3 separate regions of the Mus musculus genome follow, and regions 1 and 2 are each linked to region 3. A link is a contact called in public ChIA-PET and promoter capture Hi-C data. All regions are on one chromosome and are shown on one strand. Each heading gives the region's core, a stretch centred on a gene start, on an enhancer-like site or on the middle of the called end of the contact. The rest is flanking DNA. Distances are from core to core; before and after follow the strand shown. Region 1 holds the start of Aldh16a1 (aldehyde dehydrogenase 16 family, member A1). Region 2 holds the start of Kash5 (KASH domain containing 5). Region 3 holds the start of Sphk2 (sphingosine kinase 2).

Region 1 (3,099 bases), core at 526-3,025, 560 kb after region 3:
TGGCCCTAGGAAAAAGTCCTAGGCGTCCAAAAACGTGAAGAACGTTTCGCAGATAAGCGAAGCTAGCCTACTGTAGGGTCACAGCTGATTCGTTTGCGTGTGTGTGTGTGTGTGTGTGTGTGTGTGTGTGTGTGTTCGATATAGGGCTTCTCTGTGCAGCCTTTCCTGGCTGCCCTGGAATGCTTTGTAGACCAGGCTGGCCTCGAATCCTGCCTATGCCTCCAAAGTGCTGGGATTAAAGGCATGCACCATTACCTCCCGACCAGGACCAGTGAGTACACCCAGGCCTCCACCCAGAATCCCAAAATTTGTCCTGAGAATGGTCTACAGTTCCATTACGATGAAGGCTCCGTTCTCAAGTCGGCTGGGTATCTTGATAGGTCCTGTTTGGCCAATGCATAAATGAAAGCCACACTTCCGGCGTCTGTATAACTAAGGAACTGAAGTAGCCACCGTTAAGCCCACCTCAGCGCCCTTCATCCAAAGCAGGCACCTACAGGGACCACTTGTATGAAAGAGCTGAAGCCACGCCCTCCTAGCCAACCAATCAAAAGTAAGGACTGAGGAGGCCTGCGAAATGACACACTTCCTGAATCAATAAAACCTACATATCTGCCCTTCCCAAACCTCAGAGGTTACAGTACAGAAAGGATTGCCACTCTGAGAACTTTAGTATCTCCTGCTCTTGTCTATCATGAGTTAGGCTCTGGGTCTGATCCCACTCAACACACACCCAGTCTCAATGCTATTAATCGCCCTTTTTTGAACATAATTAATGTTTTTGCTTATAAAGAAGTTATAGAGGCAGAGGAGGCTGGAGAGATAGTTAAACGGCAGAGTGCTGACTGCTCTTCCAGAAGAGGAGAGTTCGATTCCCAACACCCAGATTGCGACTAACAAAGCCCTGTAACTCCAGTTCTAGGGGGATCTGTCGCCTCCTCTTCTGGCCTCCTGGGGAACTGCATGTACATGATGCACAGACAAGCAGGCAAAATACTCATGCACATAACAATAATCTTTGTTTGCTTCTTTTAAAGAAAGAAAAGCATTTGGGGTGGAGAGAAGGCTCAGCAATTAAGAACACATGTTATTTTTGGAGATGTCTGGGGTTAAGCTCCAAACAGCCACAACTGTCATGAGGCTCTCTCCAGCCCAGCGGCTGCATCGCCCTCTTCTGGGCTCCACAGGCACTGCAGACACATAGTGCAAAGACATACCTCAGGGCTGGGCGTGGTGGCGCACGCCTTTAATCCCAGCACTCCGGAAGCAGAGGCAGGCGGATTTCTGAGTTCGAGGCCAGCCTGGTCTACAAAGTGAGTTCCAGGAGAGCCAGGGCTACACAGAGTACATACAAAGAAAGATAAATATTTTTTTAGCCAAGTGTGCTGGCACACGCCTCTAATACCAGCACTCGGGAGGCGGAGATAGGTGGGTCTGTGAGTTGAAGCCAGCCGGGTCTACATAGTTAGATCCAGGGCCTCCAGAGCTCACAGTGAGACTCTGTCTGAAAAACAAAATAAAACAAAACAACGAAAATCTATTTTTTCTAAAGAGTCAAAGTGACAATAGCCGAAGGCCTTCTGCCAGTGCGGGACCCCACCCACCCACCCAACCATGTCTGTTCTCCCCGAAACTACATTTCCCAGCATCCGCCCATAGGCCGCATCGCGCGGCTCTAAAGTAGGCGGGTCACGTCCTATATAGCTCGCTTCCGGGCCCTACGGTTGGCCCCGCCCCTTTGATTGGAGTGGGCGGTGCCGCCCTTCGGACCTCCAAGTTCCTCTAGGTAGACCGTCCAGCAATCCCTCGCGGAAGGCTCCGGGAGAGCGATGGCGGCTACGCGTGTACAGCCCAGTACCCGGGAGATTTTCACGACGCTGGAGTACGGACCGGTGCCGGAGAGCCACGCATGCGCACTGGTGAGGGCTTGCCCCGCGGCCGCTGCTGCCTCCGAGTCCTCTCGGCCGCTTGGGGCGCGCGGGCTCCCGTCATCCACTGCGGCCTTCTCGGAAGCCCCGCCCCTCTGAGCGCGTGATTTCCCCTACAGTGCGGAAGCCTGGGCTGGGCGGCTGGCGGTGGGCGGCGATGGTTGTCCTCGCGGTTTTCGTTTACGGTCCCGAACGCCGCCGTAGTGTTTCCCCAGGACCCTTCAGGAACGGGTGGTCACTAAATCCCCATACCTCTCGCGGTCCTCCTGAGTCTTCACCTTGCTAGATCGTGGTTCCTTGTGGCCCCCGGCACTTTGGAGGCTCGCGGGAACGTTTAGAACCTCAAGTTCGTTTAGAACCCCAAGTTCGTCCAAAACTTGCTATGACTGCTCCCCTTGTTTCAATATCCTTACGGTGCTCTGTGATCTCCTGCCCCTTCGAACGTCATCTGAGTTCTCTTGACCCTCCTAGCCCATCCTATTCTCATTCTCCCTCTCCCCCTCCCAAGTTTAGTGGATTTCTTTGGGAGATTTTCCTGTTTTCGTACTTCATTTATATTATTCCTTTAGAGCCTCCTGGCCCAAGGCTCCAGAACCCTCTTGCAGCCTCATCGGAATGTGGTAGGGTTCCTGGGATTTTCTTTAAAACCAAGGACCAATCAGAATGCCCAGGGTCCCAGAAATTCTTCCAGCATCCAAGCAGGTATTAGGAGGTTGTAGAGTCTTTAGACTCTTAAGAGGAGTCACCACACTACAAAAGGACTCCAGCTTTGGAGGGACAGCATAAAACACTCTATAAAGTTTAGAGTGTTGATCCCAAAGATACAAGGAGAAAGATCACTGACCCGAAATCATCACGGCCAAAGTAATTTAAGCAAGTAATTAATTAAGCTAGCTTTTTTTTGAGGACACAAGCTGCCTCCCCAATAAGCTTTGGTTCTAGAAGTCAGTCCTGGATGTGAGAAAGACAAGGTTTTTATATATAGTTTGTGGATAGGGGGATTTGGCCACCAAAATAGTTGAGGTTACAGGAGCAGAACATACACATTATAATAACCTTCTGTAGTAAAGACATTATTGCAAGGTGTTCCTAAAATGGTAGCCATAACAACCTTTTGAAACAAAGGTAGGGTTGCAAAACAATTATAATATCTTTTTAAGGGCTGGTGAGA
Region 2 (2,925 bases), core at 328-2,827, 510 kb after region 3:
GGACAATAATCCCTGTGAGACTAGCTGGAGTTCCCCTTCTCCCCCAACCCCTGCCCCAGGCTCCAGGCTAGATGCTGTCCCCAGACCTCAGGCCCCTGCTCTTCCAGGACTCCCAGCCGTGCCAGGATTTCCAAGAGTCTGAGAACCCCACAACCCTGGCCTTGTCACAGGCCTGGGACCCCAGAAGGAGCTCTGGCTTTCCCACCCTGGGAGCAATGTCACTTCCTTACAGCCCAGCATCCACCCCAGAGGCAGTATGGGATAAGCCCAGTCAAACTCCCTGCTTCTGTGTCCTGAGTGGCCTGCAATGTGGATGCTGGGAATCCATCTCAGGTGTTCTGGAAAAACATCCATTGCTCTTAAACAGTGGTCTATGTTTCCAGCCCCAGGAATGGATGTTGATAATAGGGACAAAGCTAACAGGGTCCAGAATGCACCACAAGTTGTCCTGAAAACACCCGGCAGACCTTTCATCTAGACCAGGCGTCCTAGTTTGCTTTCTACTGCTGCGGTGCGTGAGCACCACGATCAAAAACAACTTGGGGTGAGCACCATGATCAAAAACAACTTGGGGAGTCTATTTCATCTTGTGATAGATCACAGTCCATCACAGAGAAGAGGCAGGGTAGGGGCTCGAAGGAGGAACTGAAGCTTGCTCAGGGTTTTGTTTTGTTTTTTTTCATACAACCCAGAAGCACCTTCCCAGGGGTGGTCTTGCCCACAGTGGGCTGCCATCCACATCACTCATTAACCAAGAAAATATCCCCACAGGCTTGCCTACTGACAGGGTAACTTTTCAGTTGAGGTTTTCAGATGACTCTGGCTTTTGTCAAGGCAACAAAAAACTAAACAGCACACACAGGGTCTGATGGTCAGTAAGGTGAGAAAGACCTTGCACTTTTTGCCTCTACCTCCCGAGTACTGGTACACTACCCTGCCCAATTCACTAGGCCCTAGGGATTGAATGAGGGCACCCTCAGTCAAACACCGTACCCCTGAGCTACATGCCCAGTCCTTATCATTACATGCATGTGTTTTTAAACAGCAAGGGGTAGGAAAGTGAACATGATAGGGTCTGCATGTGGAATTCAGGGGCCCTCCTTGCACCATGTGGGTCCTGGGGATTCTTCTCAGATCGATCACCGGGATGGGTGGCAAGTGTCTTTACTCTTTTTTGGTTTGGTTTTTTTTTTTTTTTTTTTTTGGCTTTTTCGAGACAGGGTTTCTCTGTGTAGCCCTGGCTGACCTGGCACTCACTTTGTAGACCAGGCTGGCCTCGAACTCAGAAATCTGCCTGCCTCTGCCTCCCAAGTGCTGGGATTAAAGGCGTGCACCACCACGCCCGGCTGTTGGACCCTTAATAATAAAAAAGTTCGAATAGTCCACAGGCATGGACTGAGGCAGGGTGATTGCTTCAAGTCCGAAGCCATCCTGGGCTACATAGCTAAGCAGTAAGTAGAAACTATAATAGTTTGGGAAAACAGCTTGGGTACCTATTAATGCGGGGGGCGGGGGGGGGGGAGGGAATGGAGCGGAAGTGAGGCTGGACCAGACTGCGCATCATTGTGACAGTGGCGGGCGAGCCAGACCCAAAAGAAAGAACTTGGTTCAAAGACTGACAAGAAGAAAAGGATGAACAGGGAGTCCTTCGGTTGAACTCTCTCCTGCTTGGCCCTATTTTGTCAAGCAGAAGGAAAGGATTTTTGTACCGCAGAAGAAAGCTGCCGATAATATCGCGCCATCACCGCTAGCCCCACTAGTGCGCATGCACTCGATCCTCAGGTCCAGCCTATCCTCCCGAGAAGCTCTACGCATGCGCCAGCTCAAGGGTCTTCGTAAGGAGAGACCCGGGCGCCATCCACTCGGAGTGCGCTTGCGTGAGTACAAGAGCCTGAGAGGGCGGGACTTGCAGGAGGCCGGCTCATTTGCATTTCTGGCGGGAAAAGGCGCGTGTGAACACGCCTCTTCCGTGACATTCGCAACCGCCGTTCGTCGCTGGTGTCCCTCAACTGAGTCCCGACTCCAGGTACGCCCTGCCTGTGGCGACTTTCATGGCAGGTTCCCCGGTAACATCACCTGCCAGCTCCTTCAAAAACGCCCCAAGTTTTGAGACAAGGTTTCTCTGTGTAGCCCTGGCTGACCTGGAACTCACTCTGTAGACCAGGCTGGCCTCGAACTCCGAAATCCTCCTGCCTCTGCCTCCCGAGCGCTGGGATTAAAGGCGTGCGCCACCGTGACCGGCTTCCTCAGGAAAATTCTAGTGGCAACTTCGGCAATCCTGTCAGACTCTTGAAACTTCCGGTTGCTTTTTGTTGCTTGTTTTCTATTTTTGTTTGAGACAGACCCTCCAAGTGCTGCCCAGGCTGGCCACGACCTCATGATCCTCATTCCCCAGTTTTAGGATTACAGCTCTCCCAGATGTGCCCAACTGCAATCTTCTAGAACTTTTGAAACCTAACACTTAATCTATTTTGTTTTTGTGGGTAGGGTAGGTGTTTTTGTTTTGAGACAGGGTTTCTTTGTGTAGCATTGACTGTCCTGGAACTCTCTCTGTAGACCAGGCTGGCCTGTGTGCTTCTGGTTCCCACGTGCTGGGATTAAAGGTGTGCACCACCACTGCCTGGCTTTTGTTTGGGTGTTTTTGGTTTTTGTTGTTGTTGGGGTTTTTTGTTTGTTTGTTTGTTTTTGAGTATTTTGCCGGCATGTTTGTATGTGTGTCAGGTATGTGCCTGTGGAGACCAGGTGGTTTTGTATCCCTCTGAACTAAAATTGCAGATGAGGAGGAGTTCACATGTGTGTAGTGGGATTCCAACCCATATCTATCTGGAAGAGTAAACTGTTAGTCCTCTTAACGACTAAGCTACCCTCCAGGGACTCTCTAGGGCTTCAGTAAATTGCCCAGACTCTACTCAAAACCTTGGATCC
Region 3 (2,777 bases), core at 59-2,558:
GCTCTTGGGCTCCTTGCGCCGAACCTTTCGGTCCTTGTTGTGGCGAATGTCAACACCCTGAGGGAGGTGAACCACCATAGAGCCAATTGTCAGAACCACTGCCCTATATCTTTGATGATATCTATACCTGTTCGTACCTGTAACTTTTAGGCTACTTAGTCGACAATTCAAACCTCAAAGGATTCAAACTAGAGGAAGAAGACATGTCCCACCCCTGACAAGTTCACTTAACACACACAAGTGATGTTTTTGTCTCGGCTTGGGACCATTCCTCCCAGAGTCCAGAAACTCATTGAAACACTGTCTCGGTGTAAAAACTGAGCTGCACAAGACAAGCGGCTGCTGGCTCAGAGTCCCTTAGAGCTCAGCTCTTGCTTAGCATGTGAAGGCCCTGGTTCTGGGCCCAGTATGGATGAGAGTTCAGATCCCTGTAAAGATGTTAGCTTTTATTTATGTTCTCAAAACTAGCTCCCAATCTGAAAAACAGTCAAAAAGAAGCCAACAGTACATTCTAGACGTGGAGACGTGTTTGTGACAAAGCCTTACACTACGTCCTTCAAATCAACCCTAGAAAGACCAAGTGCTCGGGTTAATTTTATCCCCCACTCGTTTTCCAAGCTGTTAGCATCCTGAAGTAGTTACTGATACTAACAGCGGTTTCATTGCACCTTCAAGGCTCTTCATAAACGTCTTCCCAACATACAAGGCAGGGACAGGATTACTACACACCAAACACACTAGGAGCAGTGTTCCGGGAAGGACTGACGTACGCTTGTCCCCAAACCCGGCAACGTGTAGTGGCTCCGCTCATCGTAGCACTCAACTTCCCAATGGCAAGTTAAGAAACAGGGACACTGGGAGCAGCGGTCCCGCTTGGAAACGCAGCACTCGAAAGATTGGTGCGAGGGAGCGGCCGTGGGCTCGAGGCCGGACTGGACTCACTGGGAGCTGCAATCAGCCTGGCTCATGGAGCCAAACTTTGTAAGGAAGACGACGAGCCTCGGGAGGCTCCCGGGACCGGCCACCGGCTCCGGCAAGTTCTGATCGAAGGCCCTAGCCTGTCCCGCAGTTCCCCTTGGCACCGCCTGCACCCCTCCGTCGCGCTACGAGCGGGACTTGCTGAGGATGGCAGCGGATGGGCCACTCGGGGAGACCGCTCAGCGAGCTTACCATGATGGCGCCTCCTGCTCGGCCAGGTCCGGAAAGACGGAACCGCGCCGGAGTGGGCGGGGAAAGAGCGGCCTGCGAGACGCACTCGTGACGCAATGCGGGACACTCTATCCGGAACTGGCGTCTCTGTGGTGCACGGGTGACGTCACATGAGCGCGACGCGGAGCTCTACCACAATTTGGGTTTCTCGATGGTATGTGGGAGGACCGAGTAAACCGAGGCTTCCAGAACCAAAGAGAAGTCAGCCTGAGGAAAGGGCTGGGACCCGGAGCCTCTCTGGCCTTTCCCCGTCCCTGCTCTAACACTCTCCAGGGGTAAAGGGACCGGAGAATCAGAGACATGATCGGAGCTTGCTGGACGAGTCGCGTGGTGACTCTCTGGCCGCACGCCGACCGCTTCTCGGTGGCTCGCGGAGGACCCGGTGGGCTGTGTGTCGGAGGTGAGGCTTATCCCGCCCTGAAGAAAAAGCTCATCTCACACTTCCTTAAATTCTCGGCTGCCTTTTCCTTATGCTCAACTTACTAAACAGAACTGAAGTTCAGGAAATCCTACTAGATCTCTCACCCGAGACTTTCTTGCTGCTATTCAACCCATAATACCTTATTATTATTATTATTTAATATTTTGTGTTGAGCTTTTCCCCCTGCCCTTAAAGATGACCTCTTCTCGGATCTCTCCTTTGTTTTCGTCCTTAGGGACAGCCCTTTTTTTTTTCCCCCTTCCTAAACCAGACTGGTTGAACTGGCCCAACATTTTCGATGTACATATTGATGTGCAGAGAAGGCACGCAGAACTCCCGGTTTGGAAAGCGGGTAGATAACAAGCTCCAGAGAGACTGAAATAGAGACCATGACGGTGGTTGGAGGTGTGGAGGCCCGAGGGTGAGAAGGAAAAATGGTGAGGGAACCCCGGGCAGAAGGAGAGACAAAGATACAAAACTGAACAGTTGGCACCTCACCATTTAGTAAGCTAGTTCTAGTGCCAGCTCTGTCCCCCACTCACCCCCCCCCCCGCCCCTTAAGTCAAGGTTTCACAAAGTTGCCCCAGCTGGCTTTGACTCACTCTTCCTGCTTCAGCCTCCGAAGTAGCTGGGATCACCGTCTTTCAACACTTGGCCTGGCTCTGCCATTTAAAGTTGTGATCTTGGGTAAGTGATTTTCTGTTTTGCTTTTTTTTCCTTGTTTGGAAAAAGAGAGTGATGAAAAAGACTCCCTTTTAGGGTGTCTTCCCTGAAAGTGTCTTCACTCTTTTGGTATGGAGTACCTGAACTTGGGTAGTACAAGACAGGCCAGCTGGATGAGAGAAGCAGGCTCTGGGATACTGAGCCTGCAATGTGCCCTCCTCTTCAGAACCCCAACCTGGCCCTGCACAGGGAGTTAGCAAGACTCTTTACGAAAACCGCCTATACATACATGGCCTCCAGTTTGGGGCTCAAGCCCTGCTGTGACAGCAGAGGCCTGGGTGCCCACTGGACACCTAAATCCAAGGGGCAATGGAACCAGGTAAGGCTCTAGCTACAGAATAGGTTCTCAACCTGTGGGTCTGGGCCCTTTCACAGGGTCGTATATCAGCTATCCTGTATACCACATATTTACAGTTTGTAACAG

The links. Promoter capture Hi-C pulls out the DNA fragments that hold promoters and counts their contacts. ChIA-PET counts read pairs in DNA pulled down with a chosen protein or histone mark.
Region 1: a contact with region 3 is called in an RNA polymerase II ChIA-PET map of memory CD8 T cells, with 38 read pairs. The contact joins the promoter of Aldh16a1 here to the promoter of Sphk2 in region 3. A contact is called at or near these places in 7 of 39 promoter capture datasets (the C10 cell line, cranial neural crest, embryonic stem cells and 4 more), 4 of 484 Hi-C or Micro-C datasets (B cells, Th1 cells, liver and 1 more), 8 of 115 datasets of contacts at active chromatin or transcription factors (astrocytes, embryonic limb bud, embryonic stem cells and 5 more) and 2 of 9 other capture datasets (adipose tissue and macrophages).
Region 2: a promoter capture Hi-C map of the SN4741 cell line shows a contact between it and region 3, with 3 times the contacts expected there. The contact joins the promoter of Kash5 here to the promoter of Sphk2 in region 3. A contact is called at or near these places in 4 of 39 promoter capture datasets (the SN4741 cell line, cranial neural crest, embryonic stem cells and 1 more), 2 of 484 Hi-C or Micro-C datasets (B cells and cerebellum), 2 of 115 datasets of contacts at active chromatin or transcription factors (astrocytes and bone marrow-derived macrophages) and 2 of 9 other capture datasets (adipose tissue and embryonic stem cells).

The regions. Positions count from the first base shown.
Region 1 is chr7:45,153,212-45,156,310 of GRCm38.p6, reverse strand. Aldh16a1 (aldehyde dehydrogenase 16 family, member A1) reads left to right here and starts at 1,775. Exons shown (of 17, transcript NM_145954.2): 1 at 1,775-1,919. The coding sequence starts at 1,830. It overlaps Pih1d1 (PIH1 domain containing 1), which reads right to left and starts at 2,008. Exons shown (of 10, transcript NM_029406.4): 1 at 1,771-2,008; 2 at 1-5. The coding sequence starts at 1.
Region 2 is chr7:45,203,544-45,206,468 of GRCm38.p6, reverse strand. It overlaps Kash5 (KASH domain containing 5), which reads left to right and starts at 1,577. Exons shown (of 20, transcript NM_201374.2): 1 at 1,577-1,877. The coding sequence starts at 1,766.
Region 3 is chr7:45,716,533-45,719,309 of GRCm38.p6, reverse strand. It overlaps Sphk2 (sphingosine kinase 2), which reads left to right and starts at 1,308. Exons shown (of 7, transcript NM_203280.3): 1 at 1,308-1,609; 2 at 2,247-2,317. Rpl18 (ribosomal protein L18) reads right to left here and starts at 1,239. Exons shown (of 6, transcript NM_009077.2): 1 at 1,171-1,239; 2 at 1-57. The coding sequence starts at 1,173.